Linked DNA regions of Mus musculus: all the other regions are linked to region 1. Evidence: chromatin contacts called from public Hi-C, HiChIP or PLAC-seq and promoter capture Hi-C data. All regions are on one chromosome and are shown on one strand. Each heading gives the region's core, a stretch centred on a gene start, on an enhancer-like site or on the middle of the called end of the contact. The rest is flanking DNA. Distances are from core to core; before and after follow the strand shown. Region 1 holds the start of Wdfy2 (WD repeat and FYVE domain containing 2). Region 2 holds the start of Tnfrsf19 (tumor necrosis factor receptor superfamily, member 19). Region 3 holds the start of Msra (methionine sulfoxide reductase A). Region 4 holds the start of Arl11 (ADP-ribosylation factor-like 11). Region 5 holds the start of Spryd7 (SPRY domain containing 7). Region 6 holds the start of Trim13 (tripartite motif-containing 13). Region 7 overlaps Dleu2 (deleted in lymphocytic leukemia, 2).

Evidence for each region. Promoter capture Hi-C pulls out the DNA fragments that hold promoters and counts their contacts. A called contact is a pair of places that touch in the nucleus more often than the background predicts. HiChIP or PLAC-seq counts read pairs in DNA pulled down with a chosen protein or histone mark.
Region 2: a promoter capture Hi-C map of pre-B cells shows a contact between it and region 1, with 2.8 times the contacts expected there. The contact joins the promoter of Tnfrsf19 here to the promoter of Wdfy2 in region 1. A contact is called at or near these places in 2 of 39 promoter capture datasets (the C10 cell line and pre-B cells).
Region 3: an H3K27ac HiChIP or PLAC-seq map of extraembryonic endoderm stem cells shows a contact between it and region 1, with 8 times the contacts expected there. The contact joins the promoter of Msra here to the promoter of Wdfy2 in region 1. A contact is called at or near these places in 3 of 39 promoter capture datasets (the C10 cell line, liver and pre-B cells) and 1 of 115 datasets of contacts at active chromatin or transcription factors (extraembryonic endoderm stem cells).
Region 4: a contact with region 1 is called in a promoter capture Hi-C map of liver, with 3 times the contacts expected there. The contact joins the promoter of Arl11 here to the promoter of Wdfy2 in region 1. A contact is called at or near these places in 2 of 39 promoter capture datasets (hippocampal neurons and liver) and 3 of 115 datasets of contacts at active chromatin or transcription factors (astrocytes, embryonic forebrain and microglia).
Region 5: a promoter capture Hi-C map of pre-B cells shows a contact between it and region 1, with 7 times the contacts expected there. The contact joins the promoter of Spryd7 here to the promoter of Wdfy2 in region 1. A contact is called at or near these places in 10 of 39 promoter capture datasets (the 3T3-L1 cell line, 3T3-L1-derived adipocytes, the C10 cell line and 5 more), 3 of 484 Hi-C or Micro-C datasets (muscle stem cells, pre-B cells and uterus), 3 of 115 datasets of contacts at active chromatin or transcription factors (astrocytes, embryonic stem cells and large pre-B cells) and 1 of 9 other capture datasets (adipose tissue).
Region 6: a promoter capture Hi-C map of pre-B cells shows a contact between it and region 1, with 4 times the contacts expected there. The contact joins the promoter of Trim13 here to the promoter of Wdfy2 in region 1. A contact is called at or near these places in 4 of 39 promoter capture datasets (embryonic stem cells, hippocampal neurons and pre-B cells) and 1 of 115 datasets of contacts at active chromatin or transcription factors (astrocytes).
Region 7: a Hi-C map of uterus shows a contact between it and region 1, with 5 times the contacts expected there. The contact joins the enhancer-like site here to the promoter of Wdfy2 in region 1. A contact is called at or near these places in 4 of 39 promoter capture datasets (3T3-L1-derived adipocytes, cranial neural crest, liver and 1 more), 3 of 484 Hi-C or Micro-C datasets (CD4 T cells, embryonic stem cells and uterus) and 10 of 115 datasets of contacts at active chromatin or transcription factors (astrocytes, cardiomyocytes, embryonic forebrain and 7 more).

The regions. Positions count from the first base shown.
Region 1 is chr14:62,835,616-62,839,531 of GRCm38.p6, reverse strand. It overlaps Wdfy2 (WD repeat and FYVE domain containing 2), which reads right to left and starts at 1,842. Exons shown (of 12, transcript NM_175546.4): 1 at 1,475-1,842. The coding sequence starts at 1,611. Gm26536 (predicted gene, 26536) reads left to right here and starts at 1,001. Exons shown (of 2, transcript NR_168886.1): 1 at 1,001-1,407; 2 at 1,512-2,631. It overlaps Mir8098 (microRNA 8098), which reads right to left and starts at 1,811; the gene lies at 1,675-1,811.
Region 2 is chr14:61,044,610-61,048,525 of GRCm38.p6, reverse strand. Tnfrsf19 (tumor necrosis factor receptor superfamily, member 19) reads left to right here and starts at 1,671. Exons shown (of 10, transcript NM_013869.5): 1 at 1,671-2,411. The region is part of intron 2 of Gm41167 (a long non-coding RNA gene); the gene reads right to left.
Region 3 is chr14:64,439,038-64,442,953 of GRCm38.p6, reverse strand. It overlaps Msra (methionine sulfoxide reductase A), which reads left to right and starts at 1,914. Exons shown (of 6, transcript NM_001253712.1): 1 at 1,914-2,244. The coding sequence starts at 2,109.
Region 4 is chr14:61,307,541-61,311,456 of GRCm38.p6, reverse strand. Arl11 (ADP-ribosylation factor-like 11) reads right to left here and starts at 1,704. Exons shown (of 2, transcript NM_177337.3): 1 at 1,520-1,704; 2 at 1-817. The coding sequence starts at 714. The coding sequence ends at 184.
Region 5 is chr14:61,554,968-61,558,883 of GRCm38.p6, reverse strand. Spryd7 (SPRY domain containing 7) reads left to right here and starts at 1,998. Exons shown (of 5, transcript NM_025697.4): 1 at 1,998-2,363. The coding sequence starts at 2,258. It also overlaps the pseudogene Gm4118.
Region 6 is chr14:61,597,533-61,601,448 of GRCm38.p6, reverse strand. Trim13 (tripartite motif-containing 13) reads right to left here and starts at 1,937. Exons shown (of 3, transcript NM_023233.3): 1 at 1,879-1,937; 2 at 1,554-1,655.
Region 7 is chr14:61,646,277-61,650,192 of GRCm38.p6, reverse strand. The region is part of intron 1 of Dleu2 (deleted in lymphocytic leukemia, 2); the gene reads left to right. Among named protein-coding and RNA genes, the nearest start is that of Mir15a, 16 kb to the right of the region's middle. Within about 2 kb of position 1,807, at least 436 of the 459 cell types and tissues checked have an H3K27ac peak or open chromatin away from gene starts, as enhancers often do. A contact at or near this core is called in 3T3-L1-derived adipocytes, astrocytes, cardiomyocytes and 9 more, where this site is marked.

The DNA of each region.
Region 1 (3,916 bases), core at 593-3,092:
TACTTTAGCTTCTCTAGACATGGAACATTACCTCCACTAAAGTTGTTTCCTTCAAGGAAAATACATTGAAATGGGAATCAGACGTTTCTAAACTAATAGCATGGAGCTGAGGTCTGGACAACCTTTCTCCTCCTCCTCCGATTGAGTTTAATGAACTAAAGAATTGCTTACAAATCGGGAATCAATCTCATCTCTAGTAATGGAAAGGGGAAGTTATCAACATATTCCTTCAATATATTTTATAGAAAATATTCCAGAAAGATAATCCTTTGATGACAAATTTTAAGCCCAGAAACAGTCTAATGCAGTCTAAGCATGTTGCACCAAAGGAAAAAATTAAACACTGTCATAAGACTTCTTTATGAATCTCTAACGGCTCCCACATCCACGTCACTCAGTTTCTTCAGTTCTTCCTGGACTGACTGCCATTAGCATATGTTCGCAATGTTTCCCCACAGATCTGCATAGGAAATGAAGTAGGCGCCATGCATATCAAGAATGATGCAGAGGTCGATATGCAATATACACATGCAATACACTCTTCCTTTATATTCAAGAACCTAAGAAACAAATCAAGTAAAAAATGTTTGAATTTACATTAGGTGCTGAAACGATTTTTTTTTAAGTGAGCACTTTTTGCTTTATCTTTGCAATTTTAAGAGTCACAGAATAACTCTACCTCGGCATGATACTAACTTATAATAAGAAAACCTAACTGCCTGTCTGAAGCTAAGAACCCAGACAGTTACATACCTCTGCCACGCTACAACTGATTTTAAAATGCTTGTAGATATTACCCAAATAGTAATTTCAGATATCTTACCCTATCCCCTATATTCAAGCGGCATTCCTCTGGAAATCAAAAACACAGCGCAAAAGGGGAATCCTGAAGGCAGAACCAGAGCTACTTCTGCTAATTAAGCAATCTTGGAAAGGAAGTAGGCAAAGGGAAGGAACTCAAGCAGTTGTCTGCAAAAGTGATCCCTTGCAACTTCCAGTCACTTCCCCTTGAGCTCCAAGACATAAACTTTTAGGAAAGGAAGGCGCCACACGCAGAAGCCCAAAGTTACTCTCTTCACAATTTAATAAGTCCTTGGGTTCGGTGAAAGATGTCCTGGAGATACACAGATTCGGTGAACCGTATAGAAGAAAGAAAATACGTTCCCTTTCTCGTTTGGGTAACCAAACAATGGACCAACTAGCAGCGCCTCCAAATCATCCCGGTGCATGGAGGGTCCTTTAAGCTAAAACACCTGCAAAGCTGGGCGGCTTCTCCCTCTGCCCTTCCCATCCCCAAAACTGGACCAGGTCTGGTGTCTCCTGCACTGTTAACCCAAGGGCCACTCGGACTCCGCCAGGGACCAGTTGCTGAGGCCAAGGCCACCGCGCTGGGAACTGAACCAGTAGGTGCGGTCTACCCTCCCACCAAGCCAGGGCCGGACCTCCGCGCGGCACGGGGACAAGCAGTCAGTACCTGTCCTCCGAGACGCTGATGACACCCTCTTCTTTAGGTACAATCACCGCCATGTTGACCACCTCCTGCGACCCCTCGACCCGCTGCAGCAGGATCGGCTTGCGGGTCAGTGGCTGGGGCTGGATCTCCGCCGCCATCGGAGGGGGCGCGCCCGGGGAGCAGCCGAACGCGCCGGGGGACTTGGCTGAAGAGAACGCTCAGGCTTGCGCTCAGGATCGGGCTGCGAAGCGGAGCGGGCCTTTGGGAGCCAGCGACCATAGCCCTGCCGCCTGTCCAGGGAATGTGCCCGCTCTGGCTTCCAAAACCAACACCGCCGCCACACTAGCCGCAAGCCGGCGCCACCTAAGAGAGTAGGGGGCGGGGAGCAGGGGGCGGGGCGGGGCGGGGCCCTGTCGCAAGGCGGCCAACCCACTTCCGGAGGATGGGCACTAGCAGCCAATGCGCGTGCGTCAGTCCAGGAGCCACTTCCGCCCCGCCGCCCGTAAGTAACCGAGGCCCGCAGTGCTGTCAGGACGCATGCGCCCCGCAGTCCTTTACTTTCCCTTCCACACCCAAAGCTTTGTCCCCTCCCTCATAAAAAAAAAAATCTGTGAATGCGCGTGCCCAGAGCCCCACCCTCTCCAGACTCTGGGGGCGGGGAAAAGCCTACGTCAGCCGCACCGGAAAAGCGCCTGCAGGAAGGATAGAGGCTAAACTAGTTGGGACGTGAGTGTGCATGCGCGCAGATGACTCACCGCTAAGTTTTAACAATAACACACCGGAGAGGGCGCTGTGCTGTCGGCCGTAGAGAAACGGCTCTTGCCAGCACCGCGTGGACTCTTGGGGGTTGTAGTTTCCTCCATCCTCGACGTCCTTGTTCTAGAAAGCAGTAACGCCCACTTCTCAGCCCAGGAGAGATGTGGGCAAACGAAACTCTGCGCCTTCTGTGGGTTATTGCCCAAGTCAGAGGCAGAAATAGTGTAGTATCTAAGAGGGAGAACTAAAGAGCAAGCCCTGCTGAGCAAGACTTCTCTCGGGGTCACACTGCCACCGGTTTTAGTGAGATATGAGGGTAGAGGAAGAAGAGACTCTCATACAAGCTTCTTTGAGGGAGTTTAGAGATCATGGTATCAATCTTCTCTTTGTATTATGAATAAAGGACTCACACTTGAACCTAAGTCTTTTTGTCCAGTCTTGTTTCCAATCCCTAGCAATTGAACATTTTTGCTTTTCCAGTGACAACGGACAGTTAATAAATACAATCACAATATAATATAGAATGACTGTAATAAGGAGAATAAAATGTTGACTGGGCTATGGGGAAATTGGAACTCCTTTACAATTCAGGTGGGGATGTAAAACAGTCTCTTTTGGGGGGGGGGGAATGTAGTATTGCTTCAAAGGATAAACATTGCTACTGTCAGGTCCAAAAGAAACGGTGGGGTACTAGATATCTGTGATTTCCATTAGCATAGCAAAGCAAGGCGAACCTTGAAAGCAAAATGCTAAATGAAAGGAACTAATCATAGAGGACCGTTTATTTTATGATTCCACTTACGTGAAATAATCAGACTAGTGTTTGTACAGAATTGAGAGAGAAAGGAATAAAGCAGTCAGAAGGCTGTCTTCCGTTCATGTATGTCTGTTCGCCAGGTGTGTGCCTGGATCCCTGGAACTGGAGTTATGGAAAGTTGTGAGCTCTAAGTGGGTGCTGTGAGTCAAATGTAGTTCTGGAAGAGTGTCCAGTTCTCTTAACTGCTAAGTCATCTCTACAGGCCCAAGAGAACTATTTTTTCTTTATTTTATAGTGTGTTTGTGTTTGTGTGTGTGTGTGTGTGTGTGTGTGTGTGTGTGTGTGTGTGTGCCTGAGTGCCAATATGTGTACCGCATGTGTGCGGGAGCCCAGCAAGGTCAGAAGAAGTGGACCCCCTGAAACTGTATTTACAACCTATTGTGAGCTACAATATGGGTGCTTGGATTTAAACCCAGGTCCTCTAACAAGTAATCTTAGTTGCTAAACCATCTTTTATAACCTACTACCAAGGCTATTTTTTTTTAAATAAACGTCTTTTTCTTTTAAAGATTTATTTACTTATTATATGTAAGTACACTGTAGCTATCTTCAGACAGACCAGAAGAGGGCATCCGATCTCACCACAGATAATTGTGAGCCACCATGTGGTTTCTGGGATTTGAACTCAGGACCTTCAGAAGAGCAGTCAGTGCTCTTAACCGCTGAGCCATCTCTCCAGCCCCCAAGGCTATTTTTAATAACTGGATTAAAATGACTTCTTTTAGATCAACTTCTCAGTCTTTGATGGCCAATTATGAAAGGGTGTCTGTCAGACAAAGAAAGCCAGGGTCACAGGAGACTCCACAAACCATTTTAGTAACAAACAGTATGTATTTTTTTTCTGGCACATTCCACAAGCAAAACTGGTAATAAAAGACTGGGTGGGCCGG
Region 2 (3,916 bases), core at 422-2,921, 1.8 Mb after region 1:
CAGCTGGGGCTCTAACATCAGGGTTGATTCATTTCCCACATGGATAGTTCTTGTCTCAGAAAAGACCAACTCAAGTGCATAGGGCTAAGGCATTTGAGCAACCAGTGTTGCTTTGTGAGATTCACGTAGAGCTGGTTTGACTGGCGTGTTCCTTGAAGCTGTAGCTTCCAGATGCCTTCTGGAAGCTTCTAGAAACATAAGCATCTGAATTCAATCCTTGCCCATTTCCCATGGGTGGTAAACTGTAGAGACCTGTAAGCAACTTGCTCACCCAGAGATAAGAGCACCTAGCAGTTTCCATTGGCTCTGGAACAGCAAACTTGATGAAGGCTCTGGGCATGGACCCTAGACCATGGAACATCTGGGTTACCTCAGAGAAAAGTCAGCCTTCTTGGAAATAGTTTGCCCCTGATTTCATGAGTCCTTGGAGCTCAGGAGCTCTGTAGGTACAGGTGTCTTGGGATAGTATGCAAAAGCATGCCTGCTCATTTGAAGGATGTGAGGCTGGGTACATTGTTCAATTGGTGGAGTGCTTGTTTAATATGCATGAAGCCCTAAGTTCAGAAACCATAATCACATAAACTGAATGTAGCAGTGGATGTCTGTAATTCCAGCCTTTAGGAGGATCAAGAGTTCAAAGCTGTCTTTGAATAAACAGCACTTTTGAGGCCAGCTCATGACACTGGAGACCCTGTCTCGAAAAGGAAAAAGAAAACAAACAAGTACAAAGTAAGCCCCATGTGTCTCAGGGACATTTCAGAGATGGAGGGCATGAACAGGCCCTGGGGTTCAGCCTCCACCTCCCACTGGGGAAAAATACTGGAAACCAAATAGATCTATTTAAGTGTTACAATGAACTCACAAACCAAGTATTTTGCCATCAAGATTTACACAGGAATCAAAGACAGCTGGAGATAGACAGGGCATAAACTATTTTTAAATATCACACCAGGAAAAATGAGATGCAACTGATAAGAGAAGGAAGTCACAGGAAGGAAGTGGGTTCCTCTAAGGGTGCTGCAGATGATATTTTTCAGTGCCCTTCTGCAAACAGATGCAGTTCCATCATATAATGGAAATCTTTTCTCTCTCCCAGAATAAACAGCTCCATGTTCAAAAACATGCCACATTCCGACCACAGTGCTTTACCAGCCTCGTGGGTATTCTAAACAACGGACACTAAGTTCCGTTTTACAGTACAGAAAATAAGGTGGCGATTTCTCAGCTGGATCCAAACTGTGATTTGTGCTTTGCCTGGGACAGAAGCTGTGGAGTGATTGCAAGCAAATGCTTTCCTCTAAGTCACCTTTCTGTGACTTTTAGGAGTCGCTAGAGGTATCCATGATTGCAACTCAGAAGGAAGGCATCCTTTGTTGTTGTTGTTTTATTAGGACCCCAAATTTAGATTAACAAGCTTCTGACCCAGGTGTCCAGTGAGCTAGTGGCGGTATCTCTGTAAGTTGTAGTATCCACTCCTTCACTCAATGAAAGCCATACTTGACTGGCGCCACCTGTAATACTTTCACCAGGAAAAGACATTTTACTAATTCTTAAAGACTTGTCGCAGTATGTGTGTGTTGGGGTGGGGAGCCGCGCGCGTGGGGTTGGGGGTGGGGAATCAAGCTTTTTAAAACGTTTGCCTGTGACCCTGGCGGTGTAAGGCAGGTGTTCGGAGAAACGGCCTAATTAAACACTGCTGTGCCGCTCTGCTGCGTTTCGGACTACCCTGCTCTGGTAGGGACTTCGTGCTTTTTGTCACAGGCAGCGGCTTGATGCTGTCTACTGGAACCTGCAACGATCCAGGACCTTACAGGCCCGGAGCACAGAGGCCCAGAGCAGTCCTGGTGTGTCCCTCCCAGCCAAGAGACACACTGCAGGGCTGTCGCGGGCGAGGCACAGACCAACGCGACTAGAAATCAGGCTGACTGGCTTCTCCCGGCCAGCCCCACGGCACGGCATGATGTCATGGGAGCTGCCACTCAGCGAGATGAAAGGGATGCGGCGCAGCAGCGCTGGCACTAGGCAGCCCAGCTGGGGCACCGCGAGAGAGAGCTGCAGATCCAGCCGCTCAGCCCAGGCTGGGGAAGCCTGCTCTCCAGAGCTGGGGCAGAACAACGTGGCCCACGTTTAACAAAAGAACCAGACGGTAGCGAACTTTCTAGATCTGCGCGCGTAGCGAGTAAACTCAGCCTTGCCTTTGATGCGCAGCAACTGATCGGCGATCAGATTACAGGCACTCCATCTCCTAGTTCGCCTGCCTTTGATCTGCGCGGGTAATCCATTTTCCTGGATTTGAAGTTTGTCTGGGCTTGCGCCCACACACATTTTTGGGAAGGTAAAAGCGTTTGGCGCGGAAGTGCTACCAAGCTGCGGAAAGCGTGAGTCTGGAGCACAGCACTGGCGAGTAGCAGGTAGGCGTTCGTGTGTGGTTGGAACTTTCACTGCGTTTTCCTCGCATGTTCAAAGGGGGAAAAATGGCTATCAGCTCCCAGCAAGCATGCCTGAAGCCAAGTCCAGCACCAGGCTGCGTGCACGTGAAACTGAATTTGATTCTTGATGCAATTGTTTCGCGGTTTGCACAAGAGTTTGATATCTGTCATGCAAATCTTACTTGGAAGTGAGTAGTTCCAACAGGACAAAAACAGAGCCTCGCTAATGTTTGTTGCCAGCAGGGTTTCAGACGCTGGAAGCTGGGCTGGAAAACCTCCTCTTACTTTATTTAGAAACGGTGGGATTCTGTTAACACCCCCTCACTCCCACCCCACCTTCCTTTCTCTTCCCCTATCTCCCCCCACCCTACGGAGCAAAACTCCTCTCTAGCAATCCTAGCAATATTACTACTTTATTCTCCGGCCTCCGGGAGATGTGAATCTATCGCACATGTGTCCTTGCCATTCGCATTCCCAAGGGAATCTCTGCAAAGGCATTTAGGACTGAAGCCTTTCAAGTGTAAAGCGGAGGAACTCGGAAACAGGGAGCGCCAAGCTGCGTTAGGTTTGGCTAAAAATACCCAAGCCAGGCTCTGTAACCTCTGAAAATAGGAGAAGCTTTGTTTACAGAAACACTCCCGAGGTTAATATTCTTAAATTAACATTTACTCTAAATATATAGTGACAGCTGTTGTGAGTTACAATTTGCCAACTGTTTACCAAAACTATCTGGCAATCAACAGTTATTATGTTACATGAAGTATTTTAGCCACATTTTCACTTCAATTAGTGCCCTACAAAACCAAATTATACTGGGCACCCAGCTTGCCAGTTAACTGCTACTTGTGAATTCATAACTTCTACACACACACACACACACACACACACACACACACACACACGCACGCACGCACACATACACATACACACATGCATACACACAGACACAAACACACACAGAAACACACAAATACAGAGACACACACAAATACAGAGACACACAGAGACACACAAGCACACATACACACAGACACACAAAAACACAGATATACAAATACAGAGATATACACCGACACACACATGAAGACATACACTTAGATGCACACAAACACACACACATAGACAAACATACAGACACAAACACACACAGACAGACACACACACAAACACACACACAAACACACTCAAAGACATGCATACACACAGACACAGATACACACACACACACACACACACACACATCTTTACACTGAACTTCAGACACTCAGGACAATAGGACTTAGAGCTCTGTACCTACATTGGCCCATCCTAATATTCTGGCCCTGGGTTTACTTGGTAAAATACTTTATTATTGTCACAGTGGTCTGTTTTATGTTAGGTGTGCAACAAGGAAATGTAAATGATAAGAATAGTTGCTCTGCATTCTGAAATACTGATGAAAGGTCTTGAAACTCCTGTTTCATTTGTGATTATTTTTTTTTCTCATC
Region 3 (3,916 bases), core at 665-3,164, 1.6 Mb before region 1:
TGACTGAGCTCTCTTTTTAGCTCACTCACTATCGAAGAAGAGCCAGGGTCCTGCTTAGTGGAAGACCGTTTTCTTCTAGAGTGACATCCTTAGGAGAAATAATCTACTTTCTTGAACCTGCTGTGTTCTGAGATTCTTTGTTGTTGCCCAAGAGAATGTGAACACCGTATCTTGAAGGATATAAATTGTTAGAACTTGCCAGAAGCCTGAGTGTAATTAGGATGTAATTACAGCACGTGACAGTAAATATGGAGGCTGGCTCAGAAGGAAGTTGTTGGAGTCTAAAGGAAAAGCAATGCTTAGTCCTGAAAATAGCATAATTATTTTCTCTCCTCAAAAAACAAATCTCAGAGGTTTGATATGGTAGCCACAGCTTTAATCCCAGGATTTAGGAGGCAGAGGCAGGTGGGTCTTTGAATTCCATGCCACGGCTACAGAGAGAGACTTTGTAATCAACAAACAAGCCAGGAAACAACTCAGCCAACACAGCTAGTTTGTTAAATAAGGTTAAACTTGTATGAAGGAAACTTTAAAGAAATTGAGATGCTTCTTTCTTTCAAAATGCTTGCATGAGTATAGTACAACCATTAGGATCATTGAAAACATTTAAACAGTGTACACAGAACCCTCAAAATGTTTAAAGTGGGGCCAGAGAGATGGCTCAGCAGGTAAAAGTGCCTGCCACCAAGCTTGGTGTTTTGAGTTGGATTTCTAGGACCACAAGGCAGGAAAGAAACTTTAGTAAGAGACCCACTACTCTGAATAATAAAACTCTAAACAATGCTTTTACTTTATTTTTTTAAACTCATTTCCCCTTGGTAGGTAAGTAGAAATGTGTGTGTGTGTGTGTGTGTATATATATATATATATATATATCTTACATACTAAATATTATGGACTGTGGTTCTGGGATACCTAACATTACACAAGCAGTTTCCCTTAACATTACAAATTCTTCCGTTACACAGTATTTAGTTACGAAGTTTTTCTTGCATGACCCTTGTTCTGTCAACCACAAAACAGAAAAAGCAAGTCACTGTGTGTCAAAGGGCAGTAAATTACAAGTACAATTTTTTTTAACACATTTTTTTTTAGTGACCAGGCCCTCTTCAAGCCTGGACGGGACATCTTGGATCTTGGGATGGTTTCAGGCAAGGCCTCGTAGAAAGAACCTGCTTGGCATAATGTCACAGCAAAAGCAAGCCACAAGTAAACTGTTGAGAACAAGTTGGCCCAGGAGACTTTTACATTATAAGACAAACACCTTAATCTGTTTAACGTTGTGTGTCTGGCAACATTCTATGCAGTACACTAATCCTAGTCCTTATATTACAGTCCCACATGAACACAAAGTGGTAACTAAACCCACGGAGAAGCTTAGCTTCAAAGCTTCAAATCCCTGTGGGCGCTAATCCTCAGTTCCTTCCTTCATGTGAGACTACCCGCCCATTTTGGCAGTGTGTAAATCAAAAATCTCATACAGGACCTCTGAAATCACTCATCTGGTCCTAGCCACCTAAAGATTAAGGCTAGAGATTCAGTTTAGGAATATTCTCTCATAATTTCTGAAGTCCGTCTGGTCCAACTTCACCATTAACTTCATTCACATAAAGCGTTTAACAATGTATTTGTGCCTACATTGTTTACTTTATGGGCTGTGAGATGCGCTGAAGAATGTATTTATACATTTATACACGTACACACACTATATGTTTATATTTCATGTTGAGTACTTGATCCTTTGTGGTGTTGAGAATTGTGCTTTGGTTTCACTTTGGATCGATGTGACTTATCAAGATGGTTCCGATAGAAATAGACAAATTTCCTAGCTGTCCATCTAGCCATCCTCTTATAGGTCTGCCTTTCTTCTAGCTCGCTGCCTTTTTATGCACACACATTGATTTCCCTTTTCTACTTTGTGGTTGAGTGAGTACATCGCACCCGGAACCCTGGCTGCGGAGGTGGAGAAACGGCAGCAACTCTGACCTCCCGCGGTGGCGCCCAGCCAGCATCAATTTTGGCCCGCGCGGCTTCACGTACTCTGGGAACTTTGTCCCTCAGAGACAGCCAGGCCTGGAGGTCTGCCCCGCGAGACGGACACGCCGCCCATGCTCTCCGCCTCTAGAAGGGCTCTCCAGCTCCTCTCTAGCGCCAACCCGGTACGGAGGATGGGCGACTCAGCTTCGAAAGTCATCTCCGCAGAGGAAGCCTTGCCGGGACGCACCGAGCCGATCCCTGTAACAGGTAAGGTGGCACGGCTGCTGAGCATGCGCGTGGAGCCTGCGCACAGCGCCCTCCCGGAAGAAGACGTGCGGGACCGCGGGTGGGTCCCAGGTCGGAGTCTACGCGTGCGCAAAGAAGCAGCGAATCCCCCCCTCCCCCCAGTTCTCCCGCCCCCCAGCCCGGGAAGGGCGGGAGCTCAGCTGGGCAGTCTCCTGCCTGCGTGCTTCTCTTTGTTTGAGTCTCGCTCTGAAAGACTTTAGCGTTGGGATCGACCCAGCCCGTTTGCTGGTCTGCAGCTCCGTATTTGGGGCTAGTGGAGTCTGGTGGGAGCCCAGCCTTAGTCTTCCTTTTCACCTAGGCCTCTAGGAGCGTCTAGCGGTGCCAGTTCATGGAAGCGCTGGAGGCAGACCTAACAACGCTGGGAACTTAGGTTTTGAAGTGTAATTTTCGGCCAGAGCTGGTTGCAAGAACCCTCCCCAGTTTGTAGTTATTTCAAGGGCATGCTGGGTTGTCTCCCCCGTTTGCAGAAACTCCACGTGCTATGGATGAAGCCTCTAAGAGGTGTCTGTGTGTGCTCCCTTAAGCCCCAGGCGCACGTGAGAAGATCAGCTGATTACCTGTGTGACTCAGTTTTCTCCTTGCACCACTTAGGACCTAGGAGTTGAAATCGGATTGTAGTTCTTGTTGACCTTTTACCTTGTCAGCCCTATTGTAATGTTTCTAACCCCCCACTCTTGGGAGTATTCGTTCCTGAAAGGTTCTCACTGTTCCCAGTACAGAATCCAAGTTCATGTGCTTTCCACTTGGAAAGGGACCTGAATATTTTAGAAAGAGTGGGGACAAAGAGAATGACTTATTTGGTAAGTTAGCAAAACCAGAAGAAGGTGGCCAGGTAAACTGTTTTTTTTTTTTTTTTTTTTCAGGCTCCATTTATCTTCAGGCAGAGAGGGTTGAGGAGAGGGGTTTAGGGCAGGAGCTGACAAATTATAGGCCTCTAGGTATCTTTCTAGTTTGGAGTTAGGCGTCATAAACCTGGAGGCCAGCGATCCGTTGACCTGACCCGTAATCACAAGGCTACTGGATACTTCTGTGGACAGTGGAAATATCTTATCTTGATCTCTTCAGACTTGAAAGGGGAGAGGAGAGGCTAGGAGATTTTGCTAAGCCATTAACCTTGTGCTACTCAGTTCAAACAAACATTCCTTGAGTGCAAAGTAGAAATACAGTTGAATACAACATGGAGTTTTTGACGCTGAGTTTCCTTTGAACCATAAATACAGTGAAAGCCACAGACACGTCCCAGGGGTTATCTGCAGCAGAGATGGAGGGAGACTTCTGATAGGTTACACAGCTGCACAGCCTCCAAACTTAATGATTTTTTAAAAGTCAAGTATAAGAGGAGCATGGGTGTCATGTCGCCCAGTCACATGGCAGGCTGGAGGGTCTCTGGTAGGGAGGGATCTAAAGTAACTGAGAGAAGGGAAGCTAGAGGAGTTGCTTAGGGTTGCCTTTGGTTCCAGCAACACTGTGCCTCACTACGTCTTATAAGTTTTGGTGACCATGATGAATATGAAAGTCTTTATATTTCCTAGTTGGGAAGTTGTATCCTTCTCTATTGCAGCCTCTGCTCTCCTCATGTCTCTATATGATCTATTGAGTCTTGTTGTTATCTGTACCCCGTTCTCTCAAGAGC
Region 4 (3,916 bases), core at 455-2,954, 1.5 Mb after region 1:
TGAGAAGAAAATATACTGTCCAAGAGAATTGTGGTTTCTCGTGTGGTAAACTGAGCTTCCTTTTCTCAAGGTTCAACTGGCCCCGTCTGTTCATAGCCAGGATAAGCTGTTCTGCCCGCTCACGGGGTCCGCCTGACCCTGCTCCCTGTCCTGCTCCAGCCTGGAGTCAGAGGTTACTGCATTTCAGCGGGACTTCAGCAAATGCAGCAGGCTCTGCAGGGCTTCCTGCAGCCCCTGTCCTGTGAGAGCGCTGCAAGCCCGCAGCTCCCAGCAATGCTTTTGGAACCCTTCCAGGCCCAGCCTGTTTCTGATTTCAAGCAACGGCAGAGCACCAGGAGCCTCCTGCTTGTTGGCCAGTACCAAGAAGGGGACGCCGGCCATGTTGGGGTCTTCCAGGACTTCCTTGAGCTCAGCCACTGCCTCAGGCAAGCGGGCTTCATCTGTGCTGTCCAGCACGTACACAAGGAGGTCGATGCCTTCCAGGTAGTCCTTCCAGGTAGCTCTGAGCTGGGTCTGTCCCCCAATGTCCCAGAGAGTCAGTGACACATGTCCAGGAGCCTCAAGAGGCTCTACATTAAAACCAACAGTGGGTAGGGTGTCCACCAGCTGGTTTCCTTTCAGTTTGTACAGAATTGTGGTCTTGCCAGCAGAGTCGAGGCCCATCATTACCACCTGGGCCTCTGCCTTGTGACCTCTGGAATTCACAGAGCCCATGATGGCCCCTAGTAAATCCTCCTGCAGAAAGGCTGAGGACGCACATCAGCTACTCTTTTCTGAAGAAATGCAAATCCATGCATGCATGCACTGAGCTCCTACCCTAGAACAAAACAAGTCATTTTAGGGAAGGGTTTCAGACCCAGGCTGGACCCTGAAAAGCCCAGGAAGTGAGGAAGTGTGAGTCAACAGCAGCTGACTGGCCTCTGGTGCTGGCGGAGAACCACCTGAAGATGCAGAACTCCAGCGTCCTTCCTAAGTAGTTAAAGTAGAGGCGAAGGAAGCAGCAGCCGACCAACCGTGTTCAGGAGAGGCTGCAGAAAGGCATTTTCATTTCTCACTCTGTGGTCTCTGACCCTCCTGTTTCCTTCCTGGGGCCTAAACTCAGAAGTGGCAGCACACTGCATTCCAGAGAGTGGAGAAGCCAGGTCAGGGTATGCTAACTTCTTAGAACTCCTCCCAGGACCTGCACATTGGTCTCTCCAGTACCTACTGACAACCACTGCTGATTCAGGCAAATTTGAGTCAGAGCCAAGAACTTTTCCACACCATATAAAAAGCCTCTAGAATACTGTGTGCGTGTGCATGTTTGTGTGTGTGTGTGTGTGTGTGTGTGTGTGTGTGTGTGTGTTTTAAAGAATTCTAACCATGAAGGCCTAAGAACTATCTACAACTTAGGAGAAAGTTAGAGAGGCAGAAGGTGGACCATAGCACTCTTAGGAGTATGTGCATCAGATATCACTGAAGGAAAGGAAGGAACCTCATTCACTTCTGCCCTGAGAAAAAGAGCAAGAGTTAGAGTTACCTCTGTGGTTGCCTGGACTGTGGCAGACATCCCTCCGCTAGGGCACCTCTCCACAATCAAGCTTCTTTCTGCTGGTCGCCATGTCCCAAGAGCAGGATATGAAGGAAGTGTAGTGGCTGTTGCAATCTGTCCTGTTTTTGCTTCCTCTCTCGAGTGGTTAGGGCAGACATCCTCCCATATTGGGGGTGTGTCTCAAGACATCTCAGCTCTCCGTTGTTAGTGGAGCCCCGCCCAGCACCAGTTTCCCCAGTCTGAGGGACTTCACAAGTTCAGAGTTGTGTCACCCTTCCTTGTTTTCCTTGACTCCTGTGATCTCCCTGGGAATCCTGAAGCGCAGGCCACCCAGCACGGGCAGCAGTGGTTTTCTGGTGCTGGGAGACTCTTTGATTTGCAAAACTGTGAAGCTTGTCAGAATCAAAATGGAGTGACTTGTCAAGCCCAAACAAAAAAGGAGGAGGAAAAAATGAATTAATCAATAATTAATAAGTACATAAAGGAGCAGATCTTGTGCGTGCATGACTGATAAGCATTCATAAAAGACTCTGCTAGAACCACAACCTTACACAGACACACACACACACACACACACACACGCTCTCACACACTGGTTCTACAGAGATGTCTGTCCAACAACTGTTTAATTTTGGAATAGTACGACCCTTGTTATTTTCCTTTGCAGCCTAAGATGGTTTCATATAGTTATGCTCCTATTGTGTGTGTTCATGTGTATGTGTACATGTGGTGCATGAACATGTTTGTGTGGGTGTATATTCACATGTATGTACATGTGCATGCATATGGAGGCCATAGGTCAATTTCTGGCATGGTCTTCAGTTACTCTCCACTGTATTTTCTGAGACTGGGTCTCTCGGTGTCCTCACGGCCCTGTGCATGTCTGTGTACCTGGACCTCAGCCTTTTCCTCCGCATAGGGAGAGGCTCTTCTCCTAAGACACCTCTGTGGTGCTCATTCATTTGTCTAGACTGGGGTCCTCTGGCCGCCCAGTGCTGGGTTACAGGTGATGACACTGCCCAGCTTCCACAAGGTGCTATGCTCCTTCTGTTGTACGACAGGCACTTGGTTCTCAGAGCCATCTCTGCAGCTCATGGCTCCTCATTTCTTCCTTCAAAACCTTTCACCTGCCTCAATCCACCTTGAATAAACACAGTTTCCTCTGCTGCATGTATCCACATTGCAGTGTACGGCTATTCCCAAGTAAATGGCATTAGACTTCAGAGAGTCCCTCTGGTTAGACAGAACCACGTGTGTGTTAAATTGTAGAGTATAATTCTAAATTAAAAAAAAAAAACCCTCCAAAGGGGTGTGCGTGCATATGTGCATGTATATGTATATACACAAACACATATATATGTATACGTGTAGAACAGGGATTATGTTGAGCCTGGGTCAAAAGCTTATGCAGTTGGGCCTATTGGCTGTTTACCATTCTTCATAGGAGGAGAGGGCAGGGAAGGTCCAGCCACACACATCCCCAACCAGCTGTTTGCAATTCTTCCCTAACTGCATGTGGCGGTGGGGTCTTTTGGGATGAGCTAGAGGATGTAGGTTGGGAAGGATGAGGGGAGGAGGCTCCATCTACTCAGCTATGGGGAAGCAACCATTCCTCCCGGGTGCAGACCTTCTAGAGTGGCTGGTTAAGATCACCTATGCCCCTGTCTGTAACATCCCCCATTGACCTGACACACTCCTGGGTTCCCAGTGAGTGCTGGAGGACTTGCTCCGTGGTTTGTCACTGGGACCTGAGGAGGAGGGTAGGTGCTATTTTTGCCTCTCCCAAGGAAGGGGTTTTGATAACACAGTGTTACTTACAGTTCCATTCTTTGATCTTCAAAATGGTTATTGTACAATATAGTACATAAAAATATGTTATATAAAAAAATGAAGGGGCCTCCCTTCATTTTAGGGCTCCATTGTAGAGATAAACATAGCCAGATGGGGGACAGCCATGAGTAAGGATCTGAAGTTGAAGGAAGGTATTGGGGGGAGCTTGAATCGGAAGACATCTGAGGTGACCTGTGCTGAGTGAGTGGGCTGCTTCTTCAAGGTAGGACATGGACTTACTCCTCTGGAGAGCAGGCTTCTGCCTAGATCCTGTGGGCCAGGTGGGAACACGGGTGTCAGTGTGAGTGTTGCGGCAGAGAAGTCAGATAGTGCGACTTTCTTGAAAAAGCGTGGTTCATAATCTGCATGGTAACAAGTCATTACTTAATATGTGGGAGGTGGAGGCAGGAAAACCAGAAGTCCAAAGTCACCCTTGGCTACATAGTGAGTATGGACTGGGTTACTGGCTCGAGACCTTGTTTCAAAAATAAAGAATATTGATGAATGAAGATAGAAAGGCTAAGTCTGCTACAGGACACAGTGGACAGAAAGTGC
Region 5 (3,916 bases), core at 749-3,248, 1.3 Mb after region 1:
AGCCAAAGCATATTCAATCTGGACAAGCTTGCTAGATGGGCTGAATGTAGTGTAGTCAGCAAGAAGCTGTAACTGCGCTCTGCCATCTTTACCTGGAAAGTCGGACATAAAACAAATTTTATTTACATATGTTATAGCAGATTAGCTAATGTGAAGACTAATGAAACATGCAAAAAAAAATGAAGCACAAATTTGCATTTTTTAACCGAATATTTTTAGAGGGTTGTAACCTTAATTTTAAGTTTAAACTTTAAAATCTGAGATGCTAAAAGATGTGGTGAAGCAAATAAAGGGCTGGAGTTGGACCCCTGGGGTTTGTATCATACTTTGTATATTTTCTACCTTTGTGAAATTGCACAGTCATTTAACCTATTTCTTCATCTATAAAGTAGGGACAGTATTGAGCTTGAAATGTTGCAAAAAGTCTATCGTGTGGTGTGTGTGTGTGTGAGAGAGAGAGAGAGTGAGAGAGAGAGAAAGAGAGGATTATCAAGAGTACTTCAATAGATATAGAGGCAGTGAGGGAGAGGGGATAGTCTGAAATTATTTTAGCAATTACTTTGGGTATTAATTCTGTAATAACTAAGTCTCAAAGTAAAAAAAAGCCTTGGATATCTCCCTTAGTATCATAATATTTATTTATGTATTTGTTTATATTTTATGTGCATTGGTGTTTGAGGATGTCAGATCCCCTGGAACTGGAGTTGCAGACAGTTGTTGTGAGCTGCCATGTGGTTGCTGGGCATTGAACCCAGGACCTCTGGAAGAATAGCCAGTGCTCTTAACTGCTGAGCCATCTCTCCAGCCCTAAAAATATTTTTATAAATAGAAGAAACCAAAGTCTGAAATTTTTCCCTCATCCTATGGCTAAAAATCTCAATAAAGTATATTTACACTCAGGTGACTAAAAGGTTATGTATGGGAAACCATTACTAAAGAATTGGGAATTTTTGTTCAGTTTTCCAGGATTTGATGAAGACCCAGAAAACTTCCAGGGTGGGAATCTTATCTTGGAAGAGAGGTTTGAGCCAGATTCTGTTGGGACACCATGGGGTGTGAGGGATAACGACAGACAGATAACAAGTGACCCCCACTGGGGCCTTCCTTCGATATGGTAATAGGAAGCAGCAGACCCCCGTAAGAGCTGAGTTTCTCTTCACCCTCTCTCAGGGCATTCCCTTCACATTTCTAGGAACCATTGGTGCACCAGAAAGCTGAGTAAGACTGTCTGATCGGAAAGCAAGCCTGAAGACCTGAGTTCGATTCCCGGATCTCCAAGGTAGGGGGAAGAAAACCTATTTCTGAGAGTTGTCTTCAGACCTTGCCGTGGCACGAGAGCGCCTGAACGCACGTCCTGAGCACGAATATACAATAATGACTTTTTAAAAAGTCGTCTTTCGGCCCTGTCCCGACCCCTTCCCGTAGTCCCCTCATAAGGGTGACTGCTTGCAAGTCCTGGGTCCACGCAGCAATCAACCCAATGATAAACGCCGGTGCATGGAAAATGCGAAGAGCCTCGCCGCACACCCAAAGACCGGGTCCTCGGAGTCTGCGTGGCAGGATGCGGAGAGCCGGAGAGTTCCGACGGAAAACTCCCGGGCGTTTTATTAGCTCCATGCCCAAAGGAGGTCTGCCGATCCCTAAAAATCACTGCGGAGCCGCCCCAGGCAGCTACCAGTAGCGCGCCGACACAGCACGGAGCTACTACGGAGGCTGAGGCGGTCAGGGCTGGAGTTCCAGACCCTATAAACAGCACAGAAGGCCCTGTCAAACCAGCAACAACCACAGCCGCAGGGAATCCCGACGACTCTCAGCTCCACCATTCACCTGCCAGCCACAGGGCCTAGGGGAGGACGCCGCAGCACGCCTGCGCACGCCGCCACGCCCACCCCATGTCAGTCAGGCCACTGGCCACGCCCACTTTCAGAAACCCGGACCTTTTCCCCAACTCCGCCCTCTTCCAGGCGTCAGGCCACTGGCCCCGCCCTCTTTCAGTCAGTCAAGCCCGGGCCCCTGCTCGGCTCTCTACAGCGCCCTGCCCACCCGCCACACCCTCTTTGACTTGGGCTGGCCGCTGGCCCCGCCCACCTCCCGACACCGCCCCGCCCCTCCGGGCGGTCCTCGCTCCTTCGCCGGGGGACCTCGCCTCAGTCTCCGCTTCGCCTCCCGGCCCTGGCGTCGCTGTGCGGGCTGCGAGGCTCCCGCGACCCAGAAGCACTCGGGCGCGGGCGGAGCGGTGGGGCTGTGTAGCTACGCCATGGCCGCGTCGGCGTGGTGCTGCCTGCGCTGCTGCAGGGACGGCGGGACTGGCCACATTCCTCTCAAGGAGATGCCGGCCGTACAGTTGGACACGCAGCACATGGGTAAGGGCCTCCCGACTGGACCCAACCGCCCACCGAGGGCCGAGGGAAATGGGGCGGGGACCACGTGACCACGCAGCCCCCTGTGGCCTCTCTGGCCTCGGTCATCGGGCATGGGCTGTGCCAGCCTCCCAGGGCTGAATCTCTCAGAGAGGAGTCAGGTGTTCCCAGGTGAGGAAGCGGGGGCGCTCGCCCGCCCGCCCGCCATCAGTGCCCGGGTGTCGAGTGTCACCTAGTGTTTGCTGAGTCCTGTCTTCAGCACTATCAAATATAGGCTGAAGCTTGTTCTGGGGGAGTAATTTTCCCCTCACTTCCTGAAGCCCAAACAGGGCCGGTTGCAGAAGCCTGGAGTAGAGCCTCAGGTCGTAACAAGCCACTTCCACTAAAATCTCCATTGCTGGACACCTTAGTCACTGTTGGGAACGCTGTAATTTTATCTGACTCTCGCCATCGGGCCAAGCGATTGCAAAATAGAACAGTGCTCCTTCTCATCCATTTTTTTCCAGTTCCCAATGGCTTTATAATTAATTTAATAATAATTTCTCATCCAACATTCCCCCCCCCCTGTAGCATCTTTTTCTACATAGGATTACTTCAGTTCTTAGACCCTTTCCAAGCTTCTGGAATATTATCCAGGCAGATTTCCCAGAATAATTATTTCAGTTAGAGTGCTGTCTTTTTGTGTATTATTACAATAAACTAATGCATTTTTTGATTTCCCCAAATACCTCATTGTCTAAAAGACTGTATTTAAGTAACACAAGCATTCTTAATATCTACAACAAAACTCTTTTCTGCCCAGATAATCTACAAGTCTGGAAACATTGCCCATTATATTTTCTATTGCAGTACTATACGCAGTCGTCGTTTACTATGGTGTACAGTGCCACCACAAATTTACAGTCTCTAGTACAGAATTTCAGTACTAAATACCTTTAAGCCCCTATCCATCACTATAGACAGTGGATGTTCAGATCTTGTACTTTCTCTCAGGAAACATTTCTATTTAATTTATTCACTCAATGAATATGACTTTTAGGTGATAAGATACTGTATTAAGGGCTGAGATAAGACTGCAGGACTGTAGTGACTTTTGAGCCCATGCTGTGCTGTCTATTATGTAGAACAATCCTTATTCCTGGCCTTTTTCTTTTAGGAAGAACTAAGTGACCCATTGTATCTTTGCAGTTTCCCTTTCTCCTGTGCTATCCAGCACCCTCAGGTGCTGAGTGAAGAACCGGGATATGGTCTCTCAATTTCTTCCCTTCCGTGGAACTTTTTTCTTAACCTATTTTACAATAAATTGAAACTACCTTCAAGCTTGATGTGAGAATCACAATAAAAAGGAAGAGAAGTGTTGAGTTAGAAGAATGATTCAAATGCGGATTGGCCTTAACTTGAAAACATGGGAAACATACTGCTTGTGTTCAGCATAAAATTATACAACCTAAGGAATATATTTGGAGCCCGGCGTGGTGGTGTATGCCTTTAATCCCAGCACTCGGGAGGCAGAGGCAGGCAGATTTCTAAGTTCGAGGCTAGCCTGGTCTACAAAG
Region 6 (3,916 bases), core at 688-3,187, 1.2 Mb after region 1:
GTAAGTTCTGGGCTTAAACCCAAAGTAGCTAACCAAGCCCCCAACTTCCGGAGGAAAAACATGGGGCCTGACTCTCCTTGCCCTTCTACCACCAAAGCACAGACCTTGAATTTGCAAAGTTCTAGGATTCAAAACTCTCCAGAAAGTAAGTCAAAAATTTAGTATTCTAACCCAGGCGTAGTGGCAGACACCTTAAGCCAAACCCAGCACTCTGAATGCAGAGGAAGGCAGATACGTTAGTTCAAGGCCAGCCTGGTCTAACTAGGAAACTGTCACAAAAAGGGGGAAAAAAGATGATTTTCCTATGTTAGGAGCCGAGAATATGCTAATGGCAGAGGTATACTTAGCATGCTAAAGGCACTGGGATAGATTCCCAAAACAAAGTTTACTCCATAGATTTCTAAAAATCTCTTATAGTTTTCACAAATATGTTTTATCTTTTACAAAATGAGGATCTTTACAATACTATCTTCATATTACTTGAAAATAAATACAACTAGGGTACCAGAAACACAGAAGCATGAACTGCGGTGGGTCAGAGACCCTTTCACAGAGCAGGGCTGAGGTTGCAGCTCACTGAAAGCGCTTGCCCAGAGTGAGCAACTTCCAGACCTACCAGAAAATACATGGATGGAAAGAACAGTTGGGAAGGAAGGCTGAAGACATGGGTCTTCTGGGCCTGGACCTGTTACTTTCAGTGCAAAACACTGACCAAAATCAACTGACACTTGCAGGTTACAATCAGTCCATCACTGAGGTAAGTCAGAGCAGGAACTCAAGGCAAAACAAACTGCTCTCTATTCCCCACAACAATGCCTTCCACCATGGAACCCACTCCCAACCAGCAGACACCATCAAGAATGTGGATGGCTGCCTGTCCATAATGGGCTCCTGCTTAGCTGGTTCATCAGCCTAAAGATAGAGCTGCCCACAGTGTGCCCAGTGTAAATGAAGACATATCCACAGACCAATCTGAAAAACAATTACTCAGTTCAGATTGTTTTCAGGTGATATTAGGCTGTGTGAAACTGATGCTTAGCATTAAATAGGGCAGAGGTGTAGTTCCCGGGTAGACTGTGATAGCATACTCCAAGGTGTAATTTAAAGCAAAAAAAAAGGGGGGGGGGGCATAATTGATTAATAGCCCCATTGAGTCCTAGCACAAAGAATGCCTATATATTGACATTCTGTTTTAAAAGCACTCCTCATACAAATGTCTAGAAAGCTGCAGGAATCTAAAGCCCTGCTCTACAGCCCCAGTAGCTGGACAACTAAGACAAACCACACAGAAGAAATGTTGCTGGATTTGTTTCCTTTAGAGCATACTTTTTTTAAATTATATATAGTAATTACCAAAAAAATGAATGGCAAGCATGGATTTTTGAATCCATGAGTTTTGAAATATGAAAAGAACAAAGGCCCTATTATTAAAGGAGGTGGTGAAGATATACTTATTCTTTTTATTTCCATCTGGAATGGTCCTAGGACTAATAAAATCGGGTATTTTTCCCCTTCATAAATACCAGAACATAAAGAAAAATAATACGGTTTACCTTTGTTCCAGGCAAGTATATGCTTTTGGCAAGCTTACTATATTTTCTGTGGAGAGAGCCAGTTCGTTTTCCCTCACGTTTTGACGGTAAAACTGGAGAACACTGTAGAGAAAGGAGAAAGAGTGTCACAGGCACAGATCTGCATTCTTGGCCCCCTCCTAGCCAGGGGGCCTCCCCAGCGGCGCGCTGACCTTCCCGACCGCGACAGTAGCACCGCTGCCGCCAGGCCGTGCCGCCCGTCACCGCCCACGCAGGTGTCCCCCGGCCGCGGCAGCGGGGCCAGCGACTCCCGGCCCCCGGTCCCTACTCGGAGCACACTGCTCACCTCCACCAGCCAACTGGGGCCGGGCTGCGCCGGTGCAAAATGGACACGGCGACCACGCCCTCTGCTTCCCGCTGTCCCGCGCCTGCGCACCACCTAGGTCGCCCAGCCTCTGGATAAGTGCTCTGGTGACGCCCACGCGCCGAGTTTGGATTGCTGTATTTTTGTTGTTGTTGTTACTTGCATTTTTCAAGAACAACAAAAACAAAAACACAGCCCAACCCTTCACACCACTTTGCCTACTTTTCAGGACCCAGCGGGCTCGGCGATCTCTGGGTAGAAAACCATTGACCCAACTTTATAGAAAGGCACTACTTCCCAGCACTCGGGAGTCAGAGGCAGGCGGATTTCTGAGTTCGAGGCCAGCCTGGTCTACAAAGTGAGTTCCAGGACAGCCAGGGCTATACAGAGAAACCCTGTCTCGAAAAAAAAAAAAGAAAAGAAAAGAAAAGAAAAGAAAAGAAAAGAAAGGCACTACTACGGTTCCCCTCAGAGGCAGGAACTTTTAACTGGTTTTAAAATATCTCAATCAATCAATCAATCAATAAAAATAAAATAAAAAATAAAGAAAAACCAAAATAAAATAAGATAAAATAAAATAAAATATCTCGCCCTGATTTCCACCTCCTATGCGGAGACCGTGGTTACAGAGGATGAAAAAGATGGTTCCTATCCAAACTTGAAAGCCGGTAAATGCAGGGTGATGTGTGCTGGAGGAGCACGTCTACTCCCGCTTGGGAAGGCCTGGGCCTTTAGGAGAGCAAATTTGGGGAAAGCGCGGTTCCAAGTCATGGAAAAGCCCCTCTTGCCCCCTTCCGCCCATTGCCTGTGGTCCCGGCTACACCATTCCTAAGACCAATCCCTGTCATTTCTAACTTAGTCCTCACGAGAACGTTACAGTGGAACCAAGAGCCTTATCCTCTAAATGAACAGGTTTTCTACAAGGTGGAAAACCAAGACGAAGCTGTGGAGGGTTTCCTCAAATTCCAACGGCACGTGTAACCGTTTATGTATACCACTTGACACGTGAAGCGTAAACTGGGGTAAAAACCTGCTAGATCGGGGAGGTAGCTTCATTTTCTAAACTATATACAAAATATATATTATTTATAAGCCTGATCCTACAACTAAACTTCCAGCTCTTTAGAAACTTGTGTCATTCTACGGAGCTAATCCACCTTTCTCTTGAGTTCCTCCAAACCCAGCAGGGCCCCTTAGCGCTCTTACCTAGATTTCCGTTTTGCCCGAGTCCTGCCTGTACTCCACTGTTAGCCCAAACGCAAAGGATGATCTCTATCTCTTAACTGAAGCTCCTTCCATAAAGGCCAAAAAACAAAGGAGTGGGGGCCTCCATCCAATGGCTATAAAAAGAAGCCTCTAGCTCCTCCCCCACACCCTTGGCAGGCTGAACCACTTCACCACCAAGATGGGGGGAGGGGGGAGGGCTCCAAGACAAGTCAGTAGGAGCCAAACCACTTCACCTTTACAGTGGCTCAGGGCCACCCAACCGACATAGCCTCAGGTCAGAGAAAAGACCACAAGACTTCTCCCAAGCAATTTGCCTCAGCATTCTTACCTAAGGTTTTCTGAGGCACAGCCAAGCTGCTTCTTGTTAGGACACACCTAACTGCAGCTGATAACACAATATCTACCTAGTCTTTGATGGTTTGCTAACAGTTAGGGTTTTTTGTTTGTTTGTTTGTTTTGTTTTGTTTTTTGTTTTTTTGAGACAGGGTTTCTCTGTGTAACCCTGGCTGTCCTGGAACTCACTCTGTAGACCAGGGTGGCCTTGAACTCAGAAATCTGCCTGCCTCTGCCTCCCAAGTGCTGGGATTAAAGGCATCACCACCATGCCCAGCCTACAGTTAGGTTTTCTATGTACAGTAATCAAATATCTTGTAACAAACAGGTTCTTTCCTACAGCACCAAAAATGTCAGTGCAAATGAAAGCTTTGTCCCAGGCCCACACAAAACTTCAGGCATAATATGCTGGCAACTGGGCACAGTGGCACAGGCCTTAATCCCAGAGTTTGGGGGATGA
Region 7 (3,916 bases), core at 558-3,057, 1.2 Mb after region 1:
TAATATCCCTGATTTTTAAACTGTTGGGTTCTGTTTTGAAAAGCAACATTTGATAAGGCTGGAGAGATAGCTCAGCAGTTGAGAGCACTTGTTGATTTTGCCAAGGACCCAGGCTTAGTTTTAGCATAGTTCCAGGAAATCCCTCCTCTCTTGATGTTTGAAGGCACATATAAGATGCACATACACACATGTAAACAAAACACTCACAGTCATTTTTTAAAAATCCATGAGAATCAAGTGAAACATAACCAAACACAGCCCTATAGTCATCTAGGAGCAATGGCAGTTTTTCTTTTTAAAAACTTCATCTTAATTAGCCTAGTGGAAGGGACAATGTCTTGCAAGCAAAGGATCAAAAGATGCTTTTGTAAGAAAAATTAAAATATTAACTTCATTTTTTTTGTCCTGTTATAGAGTCATTTTTAAAGGCGGTTTACCTAGCTTGCTCTCACCAGCTGCAAGACGGCAGAATTTATAATCGGAACATCAGGTTTCAATAGCCATAAAACAAAAATAATACCTACTTCATAGAGGTGTTGTGGGCAGTGAGACACCTGATCCACAAAGCGTTTGATAACAATGCGTACCACATTATCAGTACCCAGTGGCTCTTACAACTTTTTCGGGGCTTCATACAACGGGAAACCTATCTGGTGAGTCCATAATTTACTCTAGCACTATTTTTTTTTTCTTTTGGAAAAGTACCCTAGTGACGTCCAAAAGATTGTACATCTTCGGCTCCAATCCAGAACCGAAAGCTCCGTCTCCAGTTCAGAATCCAAAGGCTTGTGCATGGTGGGCTGGTCGCACACCTCGAGGTCTGGGGTGGAGGGAAACGTCGGGGTGTGACAGCCGCCCGCTGGTCGTGTGATTGAACCGTAAAATTCCTACCTCGTGAGATGGTTCTAGGCTTAGGTGTGACAGATCTGGGAGGCGCTGGCGGAGGGCGAGAGCACGACAGCGATACGCGGTTTTAAGTTCCTGAGCGGCCACCCAGGGCTCGAAGGCGCACTCGGTGGCTTGGAGTTTAGTTAAAAGCGGTTTTTGTCTTGTTTTTACGAAACTCTTAAGATAGTCCCTGATTTGTTTCATCACTAGTGTGTCACCGGAGTAGTGTCCGAAAGCTGACCACCTCCACTGCCGCACAGGGGCCACGCAGGCACACACAGGAGCGCAAGACACAGCGGGGACTGGAACCGAGGAAGTAGAGAGCCTTGCGCCACGACGATCCTGCGCATGTGCCGGGGGAGAGGGAGGTAGAAGTTTCCGCATGCGCAGCAGGGTCGCGCGGGGGTGGGTGGGGGGAGGCAGGGACAGCTGTGGAGCCGGCCCGCGTTCCCGGCATGCCCCGGGGCGGCGGGGTTGGCTCTAACGAATTTGAATGAGGAGTCTCAGCGCTTTCGGCGCCATTTTCGAGTGATGCCTGATCTCATCAATCTAGCGGGAGGGAAGGGATAACCTGTCCGAGCCTAGCGCGACGCTAGGATCACGCCGGAAAATCCCCCAAAAATCATCAAAAAAATTAACTTAGAGCAGAGGGCAGTCGGTGGGGCTTCGCCAGATGCGGCGCAGTCGGTAAGAGCCTCAAGTAGCGAAGCGGGTCTCGAGAGGTGGCAGCGATGGGACCGGAGGACCGTGAGGGGAGCAGGGACCGGACTCGGGGTCTGCCCTCACTTTCGCGGCAGAAGCTCCCCCAGGGGATCCGGTTGCTGTAAGTTGGGTGTCCTCGGATGGGCGGCGTCCGGCCGCGCTCGGGTGGCGGGAGCGCGGAGCTGGGGGAGGGGAGGCGCGGTTTGAGCGGGACACGGCCGAGCGGCCGCCGCCCGACCTGTCAGCGCGAGCGGCCGGGGAGCTAGGCCGGCGCGGCAGGGTCGCCCGCGACAGGCGCCCGCCCGCCCTCCCCGGTGTGCACGGCGGTCCGGGCGCAGGCCGTCTCCTGCCGGGAAACTTGGGTCGCGGGAGAGACGGCTGCCCGCGGCCCCCGAGGTGCGCTGCGGAGTGCGGGGAAGAAACGACGCCGGCCGGGCCGGTCCCGGGCCGGATCCCGACCCCGGGCGCGGCGGATGGATGGATGGCCGCATCCAGCTGGGTCATTTTGTCGTTGCTCTCCCGGCGGTCCCCTCTCTCGCTCGAGGGGGAGGGGTGTCGGGGTGAAGGGAAGGACGGGGCTGCGAGCTTGCGATTTCCTGGCGTCGGGCTCTTAGAAGACTTTTTCCTTCTCCGGTCCTTGAATCGCAGCGTCTCAAGGAAAAGTAGCGTGAAACTTGGTGTCTCCTGCCGACAAGCCTTTGCACCTACGATTTAACGGTCATTTTGCAGTCCTCAACTTTCCTTGGGTACTCCTGACGCTGAGGCGGAAGAAAGCGGAGTTGTCTTTCCTTTGGGGGGGGGGTTTCTTTCTTTCTTTCTTTCTTTCTTTTTTTTCTTCGTTGGCTGTTGGCTTTTTGTCAACCCAGAGTCGACAGCTCTTGAATGAGCCAGTGACAGCTTTGACTTTAGGTAATGCTCGCTAGGTACTAGTCTTTGTGAAGAGTCCACGTTAAACTCTTGTGTCGCTTTCCTCCCTCAGCACCCCTAGATTAACCCTTAGCTCATGGGACGTTCTGCGGGAGGGTCGCACGGACCTGCCTTAGTGATCCTCTGCGGATGCTTTTGCTGCAGCTTCTCGGTTATTCGCCGAGGACTCAGGCTTCAGGAGACCCTCGGTGACTTGCTAGTCAGAGCAGGCCCCCTACAGAGCTTTCTCCCTCTGGAATTTTATCAGAACCCTGGATTTGGTGTGTGTCTGTGAAAACTGGGGGACCCGCCCTCATTTAGATCCCTTCCAGAAGAGTAGGAGCGCAATGTGATGTTTTTCAAATTGAGTCTAACGGAGCTCCCAAACGCCGGGCTTCTTACCCACTGATTGGCTGGAAGGAAGCGGGACTGGGGGGTTTGAATGTTGATCCCAGAGCTGATAATTCTTGACCTACGAAAAACTGTGTTTAGACAGAGAACTATTCAAATAAATACAAAATGTAAAATCGGAGTTTTTTTTTTAAGTTAGTACATAATAGAGTTGTTTCTTCCGTAAAAGCCTTTCAGATGGTTCTGAAATATATATATTTAAATGTAAAACTAAAGAGGCTGTTTTCAGAAAACTGTATTTCTGCTGTTGGAGTTATAAGACATTTCTGTTCTTCATTAGTTGAAAACTTCTCCGAAGGATCTAAGGTGTTTGGTTTTTCCTTTGATAAAATTTTTCCGTCTCAGTCTTCATGTATTTATTGGATACATATTAAGGGAAAATTGTTTCTTTCATTTTGATGAAAGTGAACTTTAAACTTAATCTGTTCTACATTTTTTTTTTTGTAAAAATTGAATGTACTCTTAGAACTTTGCAAATCTGTTTTTAAATGTTTTCTAACTGGGCCATTGCAGTGGATTTAAAAGTTTAGTTTACGAGTCATTTATGTTTCTTAGTTGAGAATATAACAAGTAAATATGCACAGGTGAGCATATATATTAATGCATTCCTTTTACAAATTCATTATGAGAGAATGTGTTGTATCGAGCAGTGCATATGTGTTGGTTTCTTTGACTGGTTTCAAAGTTTTTGTTTAGTGTTACTTGAGACAGGCGTCAATATTTATTACCCTGCTTGTCATTCCTTTTAATTCCATCTTGATAATAGGGTGTGGTTTTCAGAGTAGATGATTTTGAAAGGAACTTTTAAATTTTTATATCTTACAAATAATTGAAATTTTGAGGCATTATTTCAATTTAAGACAAACATGCATTTAGAAATATTCAAATGAAAACATTTTTATAAATGTATAGGACTGTAAATTAATTTATAATAAATACATTCTACTTTGTATTACTTTCATGATAATTATGTTTACTGAACCCATAATCTTTCTTTTTTTCAGAATCT